Regions from separate parts of the Canis lupus genome. Here region 2 is linked to region 1. A link is a contact called in public Hi-C data. All regions are on one chromosome and are shown on one strand. Each heading gives the region's core, a stretch centred on a gene start, on an enhancer-like site or on the middle of the called end of the contact. The rest is flanking DNA. Distances are from core to core; before and after follow the strand shown. Region 1 holds the start of COPS6 (COP9 signalosome complex subunit 6). Region 2 has its middle 11 kb from the start of AZGP1.

Region 1 (7,431 bases), core at 2,671-5,170:
TAAATAAAATCTTTAAAAGAAGAAGAAGAAAGCCCTTGTGTCCCACACTCATAATCAACTTAACTTCAATGTTCTTAATGCTTCCATTCTCGGCTAACTGCATCTCCCCTAGGAAGATATGTTACCTCCAGCCATGGCCTGCCTTACTTATCCCTGCCTTCACATCCCTGGCCCAGCAACCAGCTCATAAACCACATTTGGTCACTACCTGTGGTCTCTGGGTGACAGAGGAATGTTATCAACACGTTGGAAGCAATTTGGAGTAGTGGAGAATAGCCAGTTTGATAGATGAAGAAAAACAATTGCAAAATAAGAGTCATATCCTACTTTCAATTAAATCTGTCCCTAAAATAGATCTTGCCATTATTTCAAGATACACCACCAGAGTAAGTTACATAATGGCCACCCGAGGGTGTCAAACTCTAATCCCTGAAACTTGTTATTTTATTTGGAAAAAGGATCTTTATAAATCTAATTAAGGAATTTGAGATGAGATTAGCCTTTTATTTTTAACTCTGGGGAAACTGAACCTAGAGCTCTTGTTGCTTGATCCCACTGATGTGTCACTCCTCTATCACAAGAACTAGGAAGATATTCATAGAAGAAATGAAGGCTCAGAGGATTGTTGACTATGTTGGTTCAGGAGGAAAATCCCCTTAAGGTAATAATGGTGACTAGAAGGAGCTCAGCTGGGAAAAAGGACTCCAGCAGCCAGACCTCTGTCCTGTATCTATATTTTCACCCTAATAACAGAAACCAAAGAACTAAAAAGAACCTTCAGTTTTCAGAATAGGTATTATAAATTATTTACTGGAAAGGAGTCCAGAAAGACACAATCTACCCAGAAAGTCAGGAGGTACCACCCCTCCCCAGGCGAGCCAAGAAGGTACTGAAATGTGGCTGCTGACTCTGGAGCAAAAGGCCAAGGAAAAAACAAAGAGCCTGAGGGGTCAGTTTCCCTGGTGCCTCCTCCACTGGGCCCTGTCTTCCTGGTCTGGAGATCAGTGAGGTCTCCTGCTGGTTGTCGCTGCAGCCCCTGACAAGCACGCAAGATTCCTCAGTCCTTGTTCCTGTAGGAGAAGACGTGCCTGAATCCAGCTGCTGGGGTCTGGACAAGGTTTGCAGTGGAGAAACGAGGCTCAAGTGATCTTGCGTCGGGCCCCGTGTCTTTGCTGCTTCTGTACCTAAATATGTAAGTAGGAACTGGTGGGTACAAGTGTTAGAGGGGATTCTCCCTTCAGGGACTGCTGTCTGTAGAGGGTCACAGTGGGACCCGCCGATCTCGCAAGGTAGAGGAGGAGAAAGGGAAATCACAGTTTTACTCAAAAGCGGGGCCAGTGTAGGCAGGGAGGGCATTTCTCCGTGCAACAGCGCCACCTGCGGGACACAGCCGCCGGGCACACGACGCTGAAGAGCTCCGGACCCAGGAAGCTTCAATTCTATAGGCCTGATAGCTCCGTTGGGGTGAATCAAGTCAAAGCTGATGAATAATAAGATGCGGAGAGCCTAGAAGGCCTCACTAGTAAGCCAGGAATGGTATATTTAAGAGCACAGTGGGTCTGGTCCAAAAGGGGTTTTATATGAAGTGGTGCTACTGCTTTGGAAGAAACCTGAAACCAAGGGGTGGATTAGTACGGACCAGAAGTCTCCGTTTCCCCTGAATGCCTGGGCTGAGTTCCCTGATGGCTCAGCTAAGGTGAATTCTGATGGGGCCCATGGGGCGGGGGTCTGTTGCTGCCCAGCTTCAGGCAGGGCCAGCCACACAAAACAGAAAGCCAATGTCACGGCTCTGCTCAGTGGGCAGAACTCAAAGCTGTTCTCATCATAAATCAGGCCAGTAGTCCTCCCCACCCCCCCACCCCGAGCCCCAGGAGCCTAGTTACATTTCACTGACTTGGGCTGTTGGCCAGTGGCCTGGCTGCCTGGTTTGCCACTTGAAATGACAGGGAAGATTATAGGCACATGCTTTGGGGCAGTGAACACACCTTGGCTCTGGCAGTTGAGTCACTCGTGCGCATGCCTGTGGCGGGGACCTGGTCTCTGATAAGGCCAGCACTTTTAAGATGCTGATCAAGCCTGCACTGTCCAGAAGCTCCCTCTCGTGCTTAAATCAACTCCATTGAACCTTTGACACCTTCTAGAGGCTCTCTTGGTGCTGATGTCCCTGTACAGTCTAGTCTGGTCCCCTGATTGAGGCCACATCATTATGGCCCTTGAAACTAAGATGTGTCATGTTTTCAATTTTGCAGACCATCTACAGTCTGACATTGGGGTGCACAAAACTCTTTCTCACAAAATCTACCTAACAATGGGTCAGTAGTTAAGGTGTCAGATGGACATTCTATGCTCCCTGCCATCCACAGCATCTGAGTGCCAAGGGCTGGAACGACGTCCTCCAAATCATTCCTACTTCTCTTACTTCCTCTTGGTCCACGGACCTTAGTAAGGCATCCTGGTTGCTAAATGTGGCTGTCCCCTGAATGTGTTTGTCTCCTCCTGGTTGGTCTTGACCAGAGGGTACTGATCAGGATGGAAGGAGGGCTTTCTAGACTTGTTCTGAAAATTAAAGATTTTGCCCTGACCATTCCTTGGAATGACACTTCTCCCTGTCCTCCCTCTCCCCACCCCATACCCACCCCAGGCCATCCTGGTTGCAGGCAAAAGGGAGCCTAGCAAACTCCAACTTAATTTTATTTCGGCCACCAGGATTCTCTTCATGGACTGACATAATTCTGGATCATAAAGACAATGACCATTTGATTGAGGGTGCTGCTCTCCAGCTCCCCCACAGTGGGCTGCGTGTGCTATGGCGGGCTGAACAGTGGCCCCCAAATACAGCCAGGTCCCAATCCTTGGAACCTGTGAATGTTACTTTACAGGGAAAAAGAGATTTTGCAGATCTGATTGAAGTATGAATCTTCGGATGGGGAGATTATCGTGGATTTATGATTAAGGATCTTCAGATGGGGAGATTATCCTGGGTTATCCCAGTGGGCACTGTATATAATGCCAGGTGTCTTTATAAGAAAGAAGCAAGGAGGGGTTTTATCGCACAAGGCGATGTGACTACAGAAACAGAGGGACAAAGAAAAAGATTTGAAGATGCTGCTAAAACACTGGAACTGAAGGAAACTGGAACACATTTCCTGGTACCTGCTGGTTGCGGGCACTGGAGTGGGCTCTGCAGGCTCAAGGCACAGGTCTTCACCTGCTTTCTGAGAGCTTTCACTTTGGATGTGGCACAGGCATACACTGAAAGAACCAGCTAGACAAATGGGTAGGGGAGCAAGGGGGAGTAAACGCAGTGCACAGCGACGTGCTTGGGCGTAGGAGTGGGGAGGGGTCGGAGTGGGCTGGGTTTGTCCCAAGCGAGTTTTGAAAGGCTGCTGGAGATGGAGGATAGAGGGAGGCCGGGAAGGGCTGGAGTGCTGGGCACGTTCCTAGTATGTAGGTAATACGGTATTTGCAAGGAGGAAAGGACACGCCGGTGAACCATTCGCGACCAGGTTTCACCTCAGATTATCCACTCAGTGAAATACCTATTTAGGTCCTTGGCTGTCGGGTTGGACGCGGCAGAGGCCCGCACGTGGGCGTGGGGCATACGAAGGGAACTGCCAGGGGAGCCGGCGCGGCTGAAGCACGAGGACCGAGGGCCGGGTGGCAGGCAGGGTCCTGACCCTGCGGGGCCTTGCACGCCATGGCCCGGGCGCGGATCTTGTTCTGAGGGCAATAACGTGGTTCTTCATTAATTCTGCAACAGTCTTAGGAACTGGGCCGTTTTATCCCAGTTTTACTGACGAGGACGGTAAGGCTGGGAGCGCGCAGGGTGAAGTAATTTGTCCCAGATCTGTCACCGCCGCAAGCGCGTGGCGGACCCGGTCTTCCGAAGTCCACCCGCTCCGGGGCCGCCCGCCCCACCCGCCGAGGCCCCGCGCCCACTGAGCATGCGCCGCTGGCCTACGGAAGCCGACGGGGAGGGGGCGGGGCCGAGGCTGGCGGGCGCGGGGAAAATGGCGGCGGCGGCGAACGGGACTGGAGGGAGCAGCGGGATGGAGGTGGATGCGGCAGGTAACGGGCCTCGCGGAGGCGGCCTCTGGTGACGCCCCCCGGGGAGCGACAAGGCCCCCCTGGACTCCCGGGAGGAGTCAGCAGTCGGGACGGCGATCCCGCCCCCTGGACTAACTTGCGGGAGGGATGTATGGCTCCGGCTCTGCCGTCTCCCGCTCGCAGCTCCGGGGCAGAACGTGCGGCCCCGACGCTCACTCGTCCTCCTTTTCCTCCACCCTCAGTAGTCCCCAGCGTGATGGCCTCCGGCGTGACGGGGAGCGTCTCCGTCGCTCTTCATCCCCTCGTCATTCTCAACATTTCAGACCATTGGATTCGCATGCGCTCCCAGGAGGGGCGGCCTATGCAGGGTGCGTGCTGGGCGTCAATCTCCAACCTCCTCTCCTTGGTCACCTGCCCCAAGTAGGGGTCTTTGCCCCCGCCCTTCCTGAGGCCAGTCCCCCCTCCCCAGGTCACCGTGTCTCCAGCATTGCGTTCCCACTGACCTCGACCCAGGGACCGGATTCTTAACCCTCCTGTTTTCCGTGTCGCTCTCTCCCCCAGTGATTGGGGCGCTGATCGGGAAGCAGGAGGGCAGAAATATCGAGGTGATGAACTCCTTTGAGCTGCTGTCCCACACCGTGGAGGAGAAGATTATCATTGACAAGGAGTATTACTACACCAAGGAGGAGCAGTGTGAGAGGGGGATAGACTCGGGGGTGAGGAGTGGGAGTGAGAAACAAAGGCAGAGTGGGGAAGATGGAGAGTGATGGGGAAAAATAGGAGAATGGGACAAGAACTGTGTTTGTGTGAGGAGAGTATCACAAAGGATCTCAGAAAAGGAACAGTTTAGGTACCCACCCCCCAGACAGTAATAGATGAGAGAAGATAGAAGGGACTAATTATTGAGAACTGAGCCAGGAGTTGAGCGGGGAGGGGAGAAGCTGATGAAAAATATACCAGGAGTTTCCAATGAAGGGAGGGTGATTTAAAGAATGATACCCTGTGCTCTTTCCCCTGCAGTCAAACAGGTGTTCAAGGAGCTGGAGTTTTTGGGTTGGTATACCACCGGGGGGCCGCCTGACCCCTCTGACATCCACGTCCACAAGCAGGTACACATGCATGCTGGTGCATGCTGGGGCAGGGCTTGAGCAGGGGAGGAAAGATGGGCATTGACACCCACATCCCCATTCCCTTCCAGGTGTGCGAGATCATCGAGAGCCCTCTCTTTCTTAAGTTGAATCCTATGACCAAGCACACAGATGTGAGTAATACTGACCCCATGCCCACTTAGGCACGGTGCTGGACAAGCATGACAATCTTACCCTCCTCCCCTGCTGTGCTTTACATCTCTGTTGGGCTGAATCTTCACTTGAGGTGAATTCTCCGCTCAGCAGCTGTGTGACTTTAGGTTAATCATTTAATCTCAGAACTGCTTTTTGCCCTATGTATAAGGTGGGGGTTAGCCTTACTTCAGTGGGCCCTTGGGAAGATTGGGAAAATCTGCAGAAGAGCCAGTACGGTAGCCCAGGTGCACTTGATGTAAGAGCTGTCTCCCGTTGCTTTACAGCTTCCCGTCAGTGTTTTTGAGTCTGTCATCGATATAATCAATGGAGAGGTAATGCCCTGCCTTTCAACCCCGCGGTCCTGCTCCTTGGCCTTTCCTGCTCCTGACTCTGCTTTTGTGCCCTGTAGGCCACGATGCTGTTTGCGGAACTGACCTACACTCTGGCCACAGAGGAAGCTGAACGCATTGGCGTCGACCACGTGGCCCGAATGACAGCCACAGGCAGCGGCGAGAACTCCACAGGTAAGGAAGACTGGAGGTGTTTCCTCAGCAGTGGGGGGTGGAAAGCGTGGCCAGGTGCGTTTTCAACCTTGGCCTCTCCCTGTCTCCCCCCAGTGGCCGAACACCTGATAGCACAACACAGTGCCATTAAGATGCTGCACAGCCGGGTCAAGCTCATCTTGGAATATGTCAAGGCCTCTGAAGCGGGTAGGACAGGCGTCTCCCTGGCACGCCTACCACTTTTTCTCACTCCTGAGGGTGACCTCATCCACATTAATGCAGTCCTTCTGTGCCTTTAGGAGAGGTTCCCTTTAACCATGAGATCCTGCGGGAGGCCTATGCTCTGTGTCACTGCCTCCCTGTGCTCAGTACAGACAAGTTCAAGACAGACTTTTACGATGTGAGTCTAAAACCCAGGCTGGGGACGTGGGGTTTGTACATCATGTCTGCACGCAGGACCCGGGACTCAGACATTCCCTGGGCAACTGGTTTTCTGTTCCTTCCAGCAATGCAATGACGTGGGGCTCATGGCCTACCTTGGCACCATTACCAAAACCTGCAACACCATGAACCAGTTTGTGAACAAGTTCAACGTCCTCTATGACCGACAAGGCATCGGCAGGCGGATGCGGGGGCTCTTCTTCTGAGAGGGTACTTGAAGGGACGATGCACAGGTTGGACAGTGGTCCCACAGGGGAGGGGCATCACACTCCCTTTAGAGAAACCTCCTGTTGATAATAAAAGAGGAGCAGCCCCTCAGCACCCCTTGCAGTGGCTCTGTCCTCTCTGTTGGGCACCACACGGCTTTCTCAACTCGGATCTTGAAAGGAGGCCCTTGGTTCCAGCCTTGCTCGGCAGGACAGCCTGATTGGGAACTCTCTGCCACTTGAGGTGACCCCGTCCTGTCAGGTGGATGCATCTATACTGGGCCAAAGGCTGCCTGCTTCCACCCAGGCGAGCTCTGTTCTCTAATGTCTCCCAGTGCAGAGACCAACCATATACACTTGACAAATGACTGCTTTTCCAGGCTAAGTGAATTCAAGTCTTTTTCACCAAGTGCAGAGGAGTATTTTCATTTCTGTGTAGGACTGCCCAAAAGCTCTGATCCCATGGCATGATTTATTGCCAAGAGGGAGAGGTTCTCTTTGTCTTCTTTGCTAATGTTTACGGAGTGCTTACTACAGCACTATCTATCCACACCCGACCCAGGAGCACCCCTCAACACTAGGAGGCAGAGCCCATACTTTAAAGGGACTGGTATATACAATTATGTGTGCCAGTTGTTCCATCTCCACCTGCCACCCTCCAGTCCCATCATCGCCCCTAGACAGAGCTTTAGAGTAGGAGTTGGGGATAAAGGAAGATATGAGCATTGAGGCATTTCAACAAGTAGAAAAGGAGAGGTGTTGGTTCAGAGGCTTTCCAGAGCCAGGGGGTGGGGGCACAGTAGGCCCAGGGGGACTGGAGATCTACTGCAGATATGATCTCCACACAGGACCTATATATAGGCCAGGGGCACAGTAGGGAGGATCAGTTCCTGGCAGGCAGAGTGGGCGCTTTAACTCCGTAAATTTATGGAGTATATGGGGTAAGACACT
Region 2 (6,411 bases), core at 731-3,230, 120 kb before region 1:
CCTCCTGCCCACCCAACAGAGAACCAGCAACATATTCTCCTGCCGGTAGTACCAAGTTCAAGTATACTCTAAGGATGCTTCACCCCAGGAGGACCTCACTGCCACAGACTGTCCCCTTCTTGGCAATTCCTCAGTCACTTAGTACTACCTTGTCTCTCTTGAAGATTCCTCTGGGGATAGTTCACCAGCAAGACTGCAGGGATGGAGGGCTCAGATTTAGTCAGGAGAGATGGCAATGGGATACAAGACTTAACCCTAGTCTCTGTTAAGGGCCTCTTCAGTTTGGCTTAATGCTGCTTTTTCAACCTGGCTTGTCACTAGAACTTGACAAACAGATACATTTAGAGTTTTCTTTCTATTTCCTTTATTCATTTATTAGTGCATTCACTCCAGAATTTTATATTGAGTATTTATTTTCTGCTTGGTACTCTCATAAGCACTGAAGACCAAGCAGAACAAATAGGTACCACTGCTTTCTGCATGGAGTTTACCCCAATTCTGCTTATTGAAACAATACCCTCTGTCAAGATTCAACGCAGACCTTACCTGCTCCTTGTGACCACGGCTGTGATCACTAATTCCAATATATTCTCCTTCCATGCTGAGATGCCTCTCAGGAACATCAGGGAAGATTTCCAGAAAGAAACTGAATGAAGCCAACATCCACGCTACCTCAGCATCCCAGACCACTCTCCTCTTTGTTCCTTTCCATGTGAAAGCAAAGGAATCAATTATGGGAATATCTAGGGGAAGAGCATTTGGGCCAGAGGACACAGCAAATGCCAAGTCCCCAGGGCAGGAAGAGGCATGGTGTTTAAAAGGCAGAATAACGACCAGTGGGCTGGAGCGCCATGAACAGGAAAAGAGTCATAAAAGAAGATGTTGAAAAGGCAGATAGCAGTCTAACTGTGCAGGGCTTTGCTTTGGGGAGGAGTTTCTACTGCAAATGACAACACCTGGTAAGTTTTAACCAAGACAGTGATAGGATTTGCTTTAGGTTTGTTTTTTTTTCCAAGATCTTATTTATTTATTTGTGAAAGAGCATACAAGAGCAGGGAGAGGGGGAGAGGGAGAAGCAGACTCCCCACTGAGCAGGGAGCCCCATGTAGGGGTGGATCCCAGGACCCTGGGATCATGACCTGAGCAGAAGTCAGATGCTTAACCGACTAAGCCATCCAGGCATCCCTGTGTTAGGTTTTTAAAACATCCCTTTGGCTGCTTTGTGAGGAAGGGACAATGATGACACAAGGGCGGAAATAAGACTAGATACAAGTCTAGGGAAGGACTTGGACTGGTATGGTAGCAGCTGCAAAGGTAGTAAGCAGCAAGAGTTCAGGGTGTATTCTGGAGATCAAGCCTCCAGGACTTGTAGATGGACCTGATAAGCCTTGAGTTTGCTGATGGGTGAGATATGAGCTGGGGCCGGCTGGGCGGGGGTGGGGGGGGTGGGGGGGGTGGGGGGGGGTGGGGGGGGTGGCGGGGGGGGAGGCGGGGAGGGGGACACGACTCATATTCGCATCCCAAGTGGATCTGAGTCACTTCCCGGCAGCACGCCCCTCTGCAGGCTGTCCTGTCGCACACAGGCCCCCAGCCTCAGCCCCACTGATCCCTACTGCTGGAGCACCTGGCAGCTTCCTGCTTCTCATCCGAGGAAGAATTTTCAAGATGACCCACCCGGAATAGTAGAATAGTATTTCTGGTACTCCCAGTCCCTGCGCTGGTTCCCAGGGTAGCTCCCCCACTCCCACCCCCACCCAGAACCAGCCTCCAAACCAATCCGCCCTACTCCTTTCTGTGTCCTTCCTCGCTCTCACAGCTCAGACCTCCGCCTTCTCTCCCTCTAGCCCGAGCTTCAAGCGAGGGTCTCAGTTACGCCCCACTTGCGCATCCTCCCGTTACCTGGCCCCACGGTGCCTGCCCACCCTCGGAGGAGGTAGTCCTTCCAGACCCTCCTCCGGGGCCCTCCCCACGCAGCTTTGGCGCCCCCGCGCGCCCCCATCGTGGTCCAAAGGCAAAGGTGCAGGCTGATCGTGCTCACCTGGGCGGGGTCTCCTCCCGCCTGAGCGCCAGGAAATGCACGCGCTCCCCTGGAACCAAGGAAGCTAAGGCCACTGGATTTACATCCCCGATAAAAAGCAGAGCTCCAGGAAGCAGAAATGCTTTCTACCTGGCAGGTGAATAACTGCTTTCGATCATTCCTAAACTAAGAGCTGGCTAGGGAGAGGATGGAACCCAGGTGGCCCAAGCTCAAAAGATCCAACCGAACGCTTCCCTGAAGCATCCTTGGATCTGCTCCTCCTGCCCGTGACTGCCCAAAATTGATTTGCTCCCTTCTTCAGTCCTGACTCGATACTCCTCGCTCTCACCTGCTCTGGTTCAAGGGCTCGCTTTTGGCTTTGAACTGCAACTCCTAATTCCTACGTCAGGCAAAAACAGTAAACTGGTGACAGATGGAGGCTTCCTTGACAAATGTGGCATTTAGGAACTCCCCTCAGCTGCAAGGAACAGCATCCTTGACTGCAGATGGTTCAAACAAGGGATTTCTCGGAGTTCTGGGCCAGCGTCTCTATGGAGTTTGGTCGCTCACCTACTGGTCAGAAAGATAACTGCAGCAGGTGTCAGGACAGTGTCCTCACAAATTCAGCTCAGAGCCCAGAAGCATGGTCCTGAGACCATTAGGAAATCCTCTTCCCCCTACAGTTCCTGCTCTTTATCGTGGAGGGAAACCTTCCTAGGAAGACACATACACCCACCCTTTCTGACTTCCCTATACATCTCACTGACCAGAGCCATTTTCGGTGTACATGCCACAGCTGGGTCCCTTCCGTTAGATTAAGAGTTTTCTGCCAATTCTTGTCAAAATCAGAGGGCATTTTTTAGCACACAAGAAGGAGGGCGATTATTTGGGGGTAAGCAGCCAACAGTTTCTGTGACACTTGAAAAAAATATGATAGGATGAGCACTGGGTGTTATACTATATATTGGTAAATCGAACTCCAATAAAAATATACATATACAATGAAAGAAAGAAAGAAAGAAAGAAAGAAAGAAAGAAAGAAAGAAGAAAGAAAGAAAGTCCAGATAAGAAAAAAATGATATAATGTTTTAAAAAGCAGTTACCACACTTAACAAAACAATAGCACATTCCCACTAATCTCATGAATAAGACTAGAATCCCTATTTCCACAATTATTCAATATTTTCCTGGAACTCCCAAGTTAATTCCTTGAGACAAGAGGAAATGAGAAGTTCAAATACTAGCAATCACGAAATAAATGACACTGATTAGCAGATGCTCTGCCTTCCCTCCTAGAAAGCTCAAGAAAATCAATGGTCAATTCCCTGAAATAAAAGAGTTCAGAAATGTGGGTGGCCAGCAAATATACAAGATCAATAGATTTCCTATATAGCAACAACAAATAGGTGGGAAATAGTAAAGAAAAAAAAGAAACCCAAGCATGATCGCTTTAAAAGGAATATAAATAAAATATCCAAGAATGAGTAGATGTTTTCCTCGGGGTTGATCAGGGTGTCTTGATTTATACAGATTATTGTTTGCAAGAGAGTTCCCCACCTTAGGCCTTGAATCTGGTACTTGCCATTTCTCTTTCGGGATCCAATTTCTCCCAGCCCTCCTGACTCCAGGTCTCCGATATATCCCATGTCCTGTTCAGACTTCCTCTCTACCCAGGCTGTGTAAGGGGTCTGGAGAAGCAAACACAAGCCAGGCTGCAGTGGCCTGAGAACAATTTGTCTTTAGATATAGGAATAAATTCTTAATATAATACTAAACCCTTCTCCAAAAAAAAATATATATACACACACACACACACACACACACACAAAACAGCGTACTTGTGAGTTAGTATGGGTTACTGGCTAAGTAAGCAGACTCTGGAATAAGATTGAACGATTTTGACTGGAAGTTCTGCTATTTATAACTGTGTGACCTCTCTACATCAGTTTTCTTGTCTGTAAAATAACAGTAGTACATACCCCAGAATGTGATGAGGGTTAAGTGGGCCAACACAGGTAACACTCTTTAATGGCAGGTACATAATAAACATTCAAAAATTATTAGTTACAAGGTGGCTCCATTGGTTAAGCATCTGACTCTTGCTTTCAGCTCAGGTCATGATCTTAGAGTCAGGAGATCAAGCCCACCATCAGGCTCCAAGCTCAGTAGGGAGTCTGCTTGAAATTCTCTCTCTCCCTCTCCCTTTGCCCCTCCCCTGCCACTCACACATGCTCTCTCTCCCTCTCAAATAAATGATCTTTTAAAAATATCAGCCATATTACTATCATGGTTATTATTACTGAAAGGCCTTCTTAAGCCAGGTACTGTTCAGAACTCTACCTGTATTAATTCATTTACTGCTCAAGACATCAGAAGTGTTCTGTGAAGCTCCCAGATCAGGCCCTTACAGGGAAGGGGTGAGCCCTCCTTCCTCCTCCGGTCTTCCTCACCCTGCTCCTTGGGAGTGGATGCGGTGCCTGGAGCTCTGTCGCACTCTGTGATGCTGAGAACCACACCCTGGGGAGAGTGGAGCAGAAAGCTGGAAGCAACCAGGGTCCCAAGTGCCAGTGCCACCAGCCCAGCCCTGAACCACCCAAATCCAGACTTTACAAACATGAGAAAAATAACCCTCTGTCTTGCTTCAGCCACTCTCCTTTGGAGTCTCATTGACAACAGTCAAACCTATATCCTAACTGATAAAGCCTGCCACCACACAGGTTCTCCCATTTGAGACATTCCTGGGTGTAGTATTGAAATAAATGATCAGAGTTCCTTTAAAAAAAAAAGAGGGGGGGTTGGAGGACACCTGGGTGACTCAGCAGTTGAGCTTCTACCTTTGGACGGGGCCCAGGAATCGAGTCCCACATCAGGCTCCTTGCAGGGAGCCTGTTTCTCCCTCTGCCTATGTCTCTGCCTCTCTCTCTCTCTCTATCTCTCATGAATGAATGAATGAATGAATGAATAAATAAATAAATCTTTTTTTTAAAAGATTTTATTTAAGAGGGAGAATGAGCACAAGCACAAGCAGAGGGAGGGGCAGAGGGAGAAGCAGACTCCCCACTGAGCAGGAGACCAACGCTGGCTGGATCCCAGGACCCCAGGATCATGACCTGAGCTGAGAGCAGACATTTAACTGACTGAGCCACCCATGTACCCCATGTGCAGAGTTCTGAAACGGCCTTTCCTTAAACTGAGACAGGGCCAATTAGAGGAGACAAGAAGCCTAAAGCAAGGGGTACCTGGCTGGCTCAGTCAGTGGAGCATGCAGTTCTTGATTGCAGGTTGTAAGTTTGAGTCCCATGTTGGGTGTGGAGCCTACTTTAAACAAACAAACAAACAAATTAAATTTAAAAGAAGAAGAAGAAAGAAGCCCAAAGCAAAAGTGAAATGTTTCCCAGGTTGCTTAGGGACCATCCAGGCAGACAATTTCATTAAGCTAATGAATGAAATGAATGAATGAATTCATTAAGCTAATGAATGAATTTTCCAGCCTGGCTGGAAAATTAAATATTAATAGTTGTACATTAATACTTGAAATGTGGGAGCAAGAGGGAGACCCCCAAATAATTTCAATACACACACTGTTCTCACTTCTCTACACCTCATTAACCTGGCCTTAGGCTGTCCCACAGGTGCCTCCTAGGTTCACAGCACCTGCTGAGAGACAGCCGGCTTCCCTGGACCTTTGAGTACCCAATCCTTACACGGGGATCTTAAACATTGTCAGATTTCCTTCTCAGGCTAAGGGCAGAATTCAGAAACATTTCCTCTCTAGGTGGTAAGCCCAACTGCCGTTGCACCTAGCTGCCACGAGAGAGCACTGTGCACCACGCTAACGGATTTGGAGAGGCTCTTGCTGCTTTGAAAAAGTGTGGGCCTGGGGGGAACTCTGGGTGGCATTTCTCTTCAATTGTGTTTGCTGATCCCTTTTATAATTATGGGGTCATCTCACTTCACTTTCACACCCGCCCCCCCCCCAGCATTTCCACCTGATTTTCCTGAAGACCCCTCAGAATCACCAGTTCAAATAACAGCATGATCTTCCCCCATCCACCCCATCCTCAAAGGAAACCAACTCAATTTCCCTTCTTCCCTTCCCTCTCCGTCCTCCCTCTCCCTTCTCTCCCTCCCCCTCCTCCTGATTTCTCTATCTCAGTTAAAGGCATCTTTACCCTCCTAATCACCCAAACTAAGACCGTTGCTACCTATCTCCTCCCTTTCATCCCGGACAGCCTAGATGTCACCAAAACCAAATTACACTCTCACTCTGGTCCTTTTCTCCACCCAGATTGCTCCTGTCTGACTGAGCCTCCACCAAATAGTGCACAATCCTCCCCAGTCACTGGCCTTTCCTATCATCCTTAATGCTCTGACAACACAGGTGAGATCATGTC

What was found. Hi-C and Micro-C count contacts between places; a contact is called where the count stands out from the background.
Region 2: a contact with region 1 is called in a Hi-C map of blood, with 5 times the contacts expected there. The contact joins the enhancer-like site here to the promoter of COPS6 in region 1. A contact is called at or near these places in 4 of 9 Hi-C or Micro-C datasets (amygdala, blood and skin fibroblasts).

Annotation. Positions count from the first base shown.
Region 1 is chr6:9,446,122-9,453,552 of UU_Cfam_GSD_1.0, reverse strand. It overlaps COPS6 (COP9 signalosome complex subunit 6), which reads left to right and starts at 3,920. Exons shown (of 10, transcript XM_038539327.1): 1 at 3,920-4,068; 2 at 4,290-4,415; 3 at 4,609-4,740; 4 at 5,068-5,156; 5 at 5,246-5,308; 6 at 5,615-5,662; 7 at 5,740-5,854; 8 at 5,948-6,040; 9 at 6,133-6,233; 10 at 6,340-6,598. The coding sequence starts at 3,945. The coding sequence ends at 6,480.
Region 2 is chr6:9,561,245-9,567,655 of UU_Cfam_GSD_1.0, reverse strand. No RefSeq gene overlaps it. Among named protein-coding and RNA genes, the nearest start is that of AZGP1, 11 kb to the left of the region's middle. Within about 2 kb of position 1,980, at least 3 of the 20 cell types and tissues checked have an H3K27ac peak or open chromatin away from gene starts, as enhancers often do.